Linked DNA regions of Mus musculus: region 1 is linked to region 2. Evidence: chromatin contacts called from public Hi-C data. All regions are on one chromosome and are shown on one strand. Each heading gives the region's core, a stretch centred on a gene start, on an enhancer-like site or on the middle of the called end of the contact. The rest is flanking DNA. Distances are from core to core; before and after follow the strand shown. Region 1 has its middle 46 kb from the start of Gm14616. Region 2 overlaps Gnas (GNAS (guanine nucleotide binding protein, alpha stimulating) complex locus).

Region 1 (3,760 bases), core at 10-2,509, 480 kb after region 2:
AGCAAAGACTTCAACCTCAGTCTTGTGACCCAAGTCAATAGAATGCTCAGATTCCCATTCTTCCCAGCAGACTCCAAGAGCATCACAGCAGGGCTGGAGAGCCAATGAGTTAAGTGTTCGTGTGGACTGTGACCTTCACAGCGTGAGCGGATTCTTCACTGTTGTTTCAAGCCACTGAAGGCTGGACAATGTGTTAGAGTGCATAGGTAGATGTTGATGTCACAAGACCTAAATTCACAGCTAAGGTTTAGGACCCTGACAGGGGTTCCATTGGAATGGGTGGCCTGTGCATTCACGCAGAACCTGGTTCTGAGGTATCCTCACACTAGGCTTGTTCTTCACTATGGTGTCCATAATTTTGGGCAAAGACCCCCTACACTTTCATTTTGTACGGGACCTGCAAATGCAGTGGCCTGTACTGCTTGTAAGGAAGCATGTGTGCATACCTGCTGATCTGTGCTCAGCAGAAAGAGAAGGGTTTCCCACCAGATGGCCATTGTGATAAGGATTGCTCTTGGAGATATGTGATAGCATAGGGTCTAGAGGAGGGGAGCCAGTGGAACTGATGCCCCTGTCTTTGTGACTGGAAAGGCAGCCAAGAAAGTCAGAGGTGCCAAGCAGCAACAATAGCTGGTGCAAAGGCCCTGTGGTCAGGAGGTGCAAAAGCCCTGTGGCCAGGAGGTGCACAGACCAAATGGTGCTGAATGTTTATGATGCAGTGGTCACAGAGACAGAACTGTGGGTGACCTGCTGGTTGTAGAAGATGGGGAGCAAGCCAGGCAATGGAAAGGGGTCAGGGTGCAACCTTGGAATGCAGGGGAAGCTATGCAGGAGAGATTTCAATAGAACTCGCAGGTGTGGAAGAGTAAAGAGGTGTTTGCGTCACCAAGATGAGGGCTTTGTCCTAGGATCTAGGGTTCTTGCTTTGGGGTGATGGCTGAACCTAAGATGAAGGTTCAAAAGAAAGGACACGTTGACATCAGTGTCTCACACCTGCCCATCTGTGAGGAGTATTATCTCTTCAAAGGGGCTTTAATAACAGTGTGTTGTTCTGTGACTGACAATGCCTGGGGCAGGGTCCCTGGACTAAAGAAGATGTGAGTCTCTCTTGTCTTAGCCCTCGTCTGACTGATACACCCTTTGGTGGTCAGAAAAGCTATGCTTTTGAGAATTAACTTCCAATGTAAACCATCCTGGTACAGATGGTCTCCCCTCCCTTGTTGTTTCAAGATTAATGAGATCAGATTGGGGGTGGGGCAGCTGTAGGTTGACAGCTTCCAGATGTGGGGTCAGAGCCTGTTGGATTCCAGAGCCAGCCAAACAATGATCCATCTAGAGACTTTCTTAATGGCATCAAGTCGAGTGGCAAATGGACAGGCCAGCGGCCCAGCACATCTGATGGATGATATATTCTGAAGCAGAGAGACCCCCGAATAGAGTCTGAGCCCCCTCTGCTACTATCCCGTGTGTTGTGGAATGTGGTCCTCCAAGCACAACGGCCCATCAGATGGACTATGGCTGCTGGGCTCCATGATTGATCGGATTTGTTGACTGTTGATATTTCCTGGGGGGCGGGGGGAGGGGTTGAGGTCATTGGATCCTCACCTGAGTCTGCAGCCACGCTTCTTAGTCTTTTGTACAAAATGTTGTCCTAATTGCCCATGGCCTGGGTGTCTCGGGAGATGCTAGGGTACATAGTCTGGAGAGGGTCAGAGGAAGAAAGCTGCCCTCCTTGCTGGATGAAGACTGGGAGGTGTGCCTGCTTTAGCATCCCCCACGCTCCTGCAGGCAACTTCTCTCTCACACAAACACTACAGACACATAGTTTCCCCAAGACAAACTTTATGGAACAAACACTGCCTTGTGATTGGGTGGAATAGACATTATTTATGTCTGCAGGGTTCTGGAAATCCCAAAGAAATGGTGTGGGGCAGAGTTTCCAATACTTAGGCAACATTAGGGCCAGAGAGGCAAGTGACTTAGGCAAGTGATAGGTTTGCTGACCTCCAGATTCTACTTCAGCATCCTGATGGCCTTCAGGATTTAAAAAACAAAACAAAACAAAACAAAACAACAACAAAAAACAGCTATTTGATGAGCCACTGAGGTTGAAACACAAATTCAAATCAGGATATTTGATGACACAAACCATGACAGCAGCTCATTGCCTGAATGTGAAGCCTTATGGAAGCCCATGTCTGGTCCTGCCACATGCAAGAAGAGATGGCAAGAGTGTTGTCATCTCTTGGGAGAGCTGATGGGTGCTGAATCCCCCTTCTTCAGTTCCTCCACAGGAGGGTTAGGATCTCTTGCAATTTATCCCCAGAGCCTGGCTGTCTGGGGGTTTCCAGAGTCATCCCTCACACCTGTGTGTGGGTGTGTCACCACTGGTGTCTTTCTCTCATTGTCCTACCATACTTCCTGTCTTGAGTCATGTTTCTGGTCCTCTGGATGCTGCCTCTACAAGGCACTCTTCCCTTGCTTCGGTCCTAGCCCACTCAGCTCCCCGAGCCTATGACACCCTTCCCTTTCCTCGGGCCTCACACACCCAGGCAGATCTGGCCTGAATGAGGTCAGTGCTCTGAGAAGGAGATCACCACGAGGCCCCAGGAGGAAAACAACTTCTCTTAGAATCCTTGTGGACAGAATGTCTGCGCACACTGCTGAGATCATGTGGACTGTGTGTCTTCTCCCTGCCCATTTACTTATTCAATCACTGCATGCCACCATTTCCAAGTGTTTGCTTCTATTTGGGAGAAAATCCAGCAGTACTTTTTGCCTTTTCTGGCTGTATATTGGCTTTCTCGGGTGCCCAAACACCTGGAAAGAAGCAACTTAAGAGGTACAGGTTGTCTAAGGTTCACAGTGTGAGAGGGAGCTGTCCATCAGAGCGGTGAAGGTGTGGCGGTGTTAACAGTGGCATTGCATGGGCCCGATACCCTTTACATCTTGAAGACAAGGAAACGAGAGTAAGGAGAACATCTGTGCTTAACTTGCATTCTGATAACTCTCATTTTATTCAATTTAGGACCCCAGCTCACTGGATGATGGTTCCCACTTTCAAGGTAGGTTTTCCTTCTCCAAGTAAACCTCTCAGGAAAAGCTCCACATAGCCACACCCAGCAGTGAGCTTCACTAATCAAAACTTCCCATCACAATGTGGCAAGGTCATCTTTCAGATTTCCTGTCTGTTCAGTCTCACGTGTAGAAAGCTGGGTCCTTGCTGCTATGATCTCTCCTGAAGTGAGATTCATTCTATAAATTAATGAGCATTAGAATCTGGCTTCCTGGAGATGTCAGGGGAAAGTCTGCCCAGGATGCTCTGGCTATGGGATAGAACTAGGCCGTGCTGCACATCACAGATCCCCCTTGCCTGACTTGATGGTCCCCTGGCCTGGTGCTACAGCTAGAGGAGTGTGGGGAGGGGAGGATGCAAGAGAAACAGGATGGTGGTAAGGATGATCCTGTGAGCCTCCAGCATCAAGCAGCCCTGCCTTGGGGTCTAAGTGACACAGAACTTCTAGGGTGTGGAGTGGTGGGGAATCTAGCTTCTCTCCTTCTTAGATGGGTGTGGGCTTGGGTATCACCAGGACCAGCAGTGAGCATGCTTTAGGCAGTCCTTGGGAGAGGGAGTTGACCACACAAGAGGGAACTGAGGCAGGATCCCAGAGTGGGAATGTTGCTTTCAGGAGAGTTTGGTGGCAGGCTCTACGATTCTGGAAACCTCAGTAACCCACTAAGGGCTGGTTGGACCCCATGT
Region 2 (3,741 bases), core at 538-3,037:
TGCCACAATTAATTGATGACCTTTGGCACAGAAATCTGTTGCCCTGGCTATTGGCGACATTTTACATTTCTTAAAAATGAAATAATTACCCACAAAGGAAACTTAATACCCCCAACTTCCTTTTCTTTAACCCATTTTAACTTCTATCAGGTAAATTAAGTAAATTTGCAGAACCACAAAACAAACAAAAGCCTGGCAGTTATTTTTCAGCCCAGTTTTCTATTCTTACAAAAGTGGAAACTGAGGCACGGATCTAGTTCTGTCTCTGAAAAAAACCTGGTGTCACAAATGTTCCCATTTCTGAGGGTGGAGTGCTGAGGGACCTGATGAGTCCTCTGTTTCCTTCATGGAAGCCTCCCAATATTGCCTTTTATATTTAATTTATGAGAATTTTGCTCATTAGGATGGTGTTTGCTTTGAAATCAATGCTGCTGTGGAAACCAATTTTAACTTTTACAAATCTTGCTTATGGACTTGTGGAGGGGTGGAAAAGAGGAGGGGTGAAGAAATGGAGGGGTGGAGAATTTCGGGGAGGGGGAGTGTTGAACTGAATAGGGTGGGGGAGTGAATGCCTTTCTATCTGGGCACCAAAACAGAAACAATATGGAGAAAAAGAACAAGATTTTTTTAAAAATTAGATTGTTGTGGGAGGAGGGGAAAAACCATTCCCACAGGGAATACGGGCTGAAGAGTACATTTGCAGAAACTTGGTGGAAATGGGGTGGGGCTGGAGGGTCCTCCAAATACTACCTATGAAAGAAAGAAAGAAAGAAAGAAAGAAAGAAAGAAAGAAAGAAAGAAAGGTGATTTAAAATGGAGGCCTGTGTTCCTATTTACTTCCTTAGTTGGGGAAAGCCTAGAATCTTCTTATTCAGGACCTTCCAGGAATATTTGTGCATATAATTAAAGTCTTATCCTTTTTTTTTTTTAAACTCTTGGTACTGTTGAAGTTGCATGTTGCCTGATGCTCATGAGGTCTCAAGTGCCATGTTTGATAACGAAATGTGTTTATTTTTTGTTTTTTGCTTTTTTTTTTTTTGCTCCCCCGCCCCCCGCTCCCGCCCCTCTGCTGCTGACAGATAATTGATGGTCTACCATTTCCCTCTGCAACATGGTGGTTGTATCCAGAGAAAAATGTATCTTTAGAAAGATTCCTTTTGCAGGGGAAGGGAGTGGATACAGTGGATACAGTGTAGCCCTGTGGTTTTAGGGTGGACCTGAAGCATGCTTGAGAGCAGCTGCATTGTGGCGTTGGGAGGGAGGTGCTGCAGCGGGGCGTGATAGTGGGAGACTGCAGTGTCTAGGCATTGTCTGCCATTCCTAAGTATTTTAACCATAAAATGACTAACAAACAGGAAATTAGGTGGCTGCTGCATAGAGTACCTTTGACCACATTTCAATACTAAATTCACAGTTTTGACTTAAAATTTTCACCCTTCCAGTGACAATTACGTCATTCCTTCATCGCCTCATGAGTTTAAAAAACCCAAAGAGAAAACAAAACAACAACAACAAAACTCAAAAGGGAAAAAAAAAGCTATTTAAAAACAGCAGAGCCCTTAATTCTTGCTTGTTACTCTATGGTGAGATACTTCAGGTAGATGCTATGTTGGATGTGTCTGTTGTTTTTCACTGCGTCGTCATGTGAAGGAGGTTTGCAGTTGTGTCATTGTGTGTCTGTTGTGTGCTGCTTCTGCTGCTTTCCAAGGCCATCATCCAGGTGAAGTGTGACAAGCCTGTTTCTTAACCCACGCCCTCACTTTCCTTTCTCAGGTGCTGGAGAGTCTGGCAAAAGCACCATTGTGAAGCAGATGAGGATCCTGCATGTTAATGGGTTTAACGGAGAGTAAGTGTCAAATCTGAGCAGGGCACTGAGCAGGACAGGTGGTATGGACCTGGCCTGCAGGAGACAGGACGTTTGAAGGAGTGTATACTAACCTCTAGAAAGCACAGCTGCTAATTGCCACTAATCATTTTTTTCTAATTTGCATATTAGACAGCCCAAGAAAGAGCTGATGGGTGCACCCCCACACCCTTCTCAACCTTTGGGGCAACAAATAGGAATAAGAGTAGAAGCACCGGTGTCCACCCAAAGCAGCCCCTCGCGCTGGAACATGGTGCCTGGTTGCAGAGGACAGTGAACAGCACTTGGCCGGGTGACAGCGTCTCTGAGGCCAGGTCCTCTGCGGCCGCAGCCTCGCCTGCTGCAGTGCAGCTCCAACATGGCCGACGGGCCTTGGCCACCCCTTGGCCAGCCAGAGCTGGCCAGCACAGGAGGTTCCCACCCACCACCCTGCAGGTTTCACTGGAGTCAACTGGTGTAGGGTTTTGTACTCTCAGGAAAACATCTTTTCAGTTACATCTTCACTTAAAAATTGGAATCCACAACCCTTGCCGACAGGCTCTAAGCTTCCGAGTCCCTCCCTGCTTCAGAATTGGTGGGATAGGCAGAGACTTATTTCTCTAATTAAAAAAAAAAATCAATACTTCTACCTGAACAACTGAAAAGGAGGTATGAAAATGGCGCAGAGACAGGGAGTTAGCTACTTCTGCCCAATCCAGGAGCTGTTTTGCCTTTGAAATGACCTTCCTGGCTTAAGACAATATGGCGAGGCAATACCACAGTGAGAGTGACGATTTTTCTTAAAAAGAGACAGATACATGGCAAGCAAGGGGTCCTGCCTTCCATGAAGAATGCAGACCGAGGAGACAGCCAATCAGTAAGGAATTGGCCTTTCCCCTTGGCCCCCGTTGTTCTCAGTGCTGATAAGAAACAGCAAGGGTCAGGGACTTAGCTGACCCTAGCGAGGGGGACCAGCTTCTGTCCCCTACCATGCACCGAGTGCTGGGGAGACAAAATTGAGCAGCACCTTTCAGGGTACCACAAGCGAATGTTCATGGAAACTTCTAGAATTTGTTAGTTTAACTAATCCGGTTTAAAAAACAAGATGACATCAGCCACATGAAAGCTTTGGGTCCGTGTGTGCTCCTTAAGTTACAGCCCCAAAATTCATAGTTAGTTAATATGCAGAAGGGAGGGGGGCTAGCTCACTGGCTTTAGGATTGACTCAATTACTACTTTGTACCTATAATCTATTAAATAATTCATTGTTGCCTATCAGACACAAATTCTGGAACTATTGATTCCTGATATGCCTCTCTCAAGAAGTCTATACAAGGAGATTGGCACCTGTCAGTCAACAAAAAAGAACCCAGATAACACCCTGCCCCAGGTGTGAGGGACTCTTCAATATGAGGCTGGTTAAGCAAATATTTCTTCAAAAATATTCGTGGTGAAAGCTGGAGGAGGCTGCTAAGCAGCTTTTAAAATGCGGTAGCCATTGTCTAACCTGATGAGAGCCGTGTCATCCCTGAGGCTTAATTGCTTCACAAATTTCCCTAAAATCTTACTTTTTAATATTAGTTTTCCCTGAGTGTTAATGTGGTGGAGGATTCTAAACCAGGACTTCTCATTTCTATTTTCTCTCTGAAAAGAGGAAGAAGCCTTCGCAGTTTGCCTTCCTTGTGGGTCTCCAAGATGTTAAATTTAGCCTGAGAAAGTGATATTCAGGCCTCCATGGGGGGCTGGATTCCTTATTTTGACCCAGTCGAACGATGGTTCTCTCACTGTGGTATAGCAGTAAAAGCGGCTCCGTCTGACCCTCACCTCAGTCCCGCTCTCAGTTCTTGGACAGAGCTATTAAATGTGTCCTAACTGTCCATGGCCTGCCTACCACTACA

Evidence for each region. Hi-C and Micro-C count contacts between places; a contact is called where the count stands out from the background.
Region 1: a Hi-C map of the N1E-115 cell line shows a contact between it and region 2, with 4 times the contacts expected there. The contact joins two enhancer-like sites. A contact is called at or near these places in 1 of 39 promoter capture datasets (cranial neural crest), 2 of 484 Hi-C or Micro-C datasets (the HPC-7 cell line and the N1E-115 cell line), 7 of 115 datasets of contacts at active chromatin or transcription factors (craniofacial prominence, embryonic basal ganglia, embryonic limb bud and 4 more) and 2 of 9 other capture datasets (adipose tissue and embryonic stem cells).

The regions. Positions count from the first base shown.
Region 1 is chr2:174,808,237-174,811,996 of GRCm38.p6, forward strand. No RefSeq gene overlaps it. Among named protein-coding and RNA genes, the nearest start is that of Gm14616, 46 kb to the right of the region's middle. Within about 2 kb of position 1,260, at least 18 of the 459 cell types and tissues checked have an H3K27ac peak or open chromatin away from gene starts, as enhancers often do. A contact at or near this core is called in the N1E-115 cell line, where this site is marked.
Region 2 is chr2:174,332,439-174,336,179 of GRCm38.p6, forward strand. It overlaps Gnas (GNAS (guanine nucleotide binding protein, alpha stimulating) complex locus), which reads left to right. Exons shown (of 12, transcript NM_010309.4): 2 at 1,774-1,846. Among named protein-coding and RNA genes, the nearest start is that of Gm30189, 6.9 kb to the left of the region's middle. Within about 2 kb of position 1,788, at least 54 of the 459 cell types and tissues checked have an H3K27ac peak or open chromatin away from gene starts, as enhancers often do. A contact at or near this core is called in the N1E-115 cell line, where this site is marked.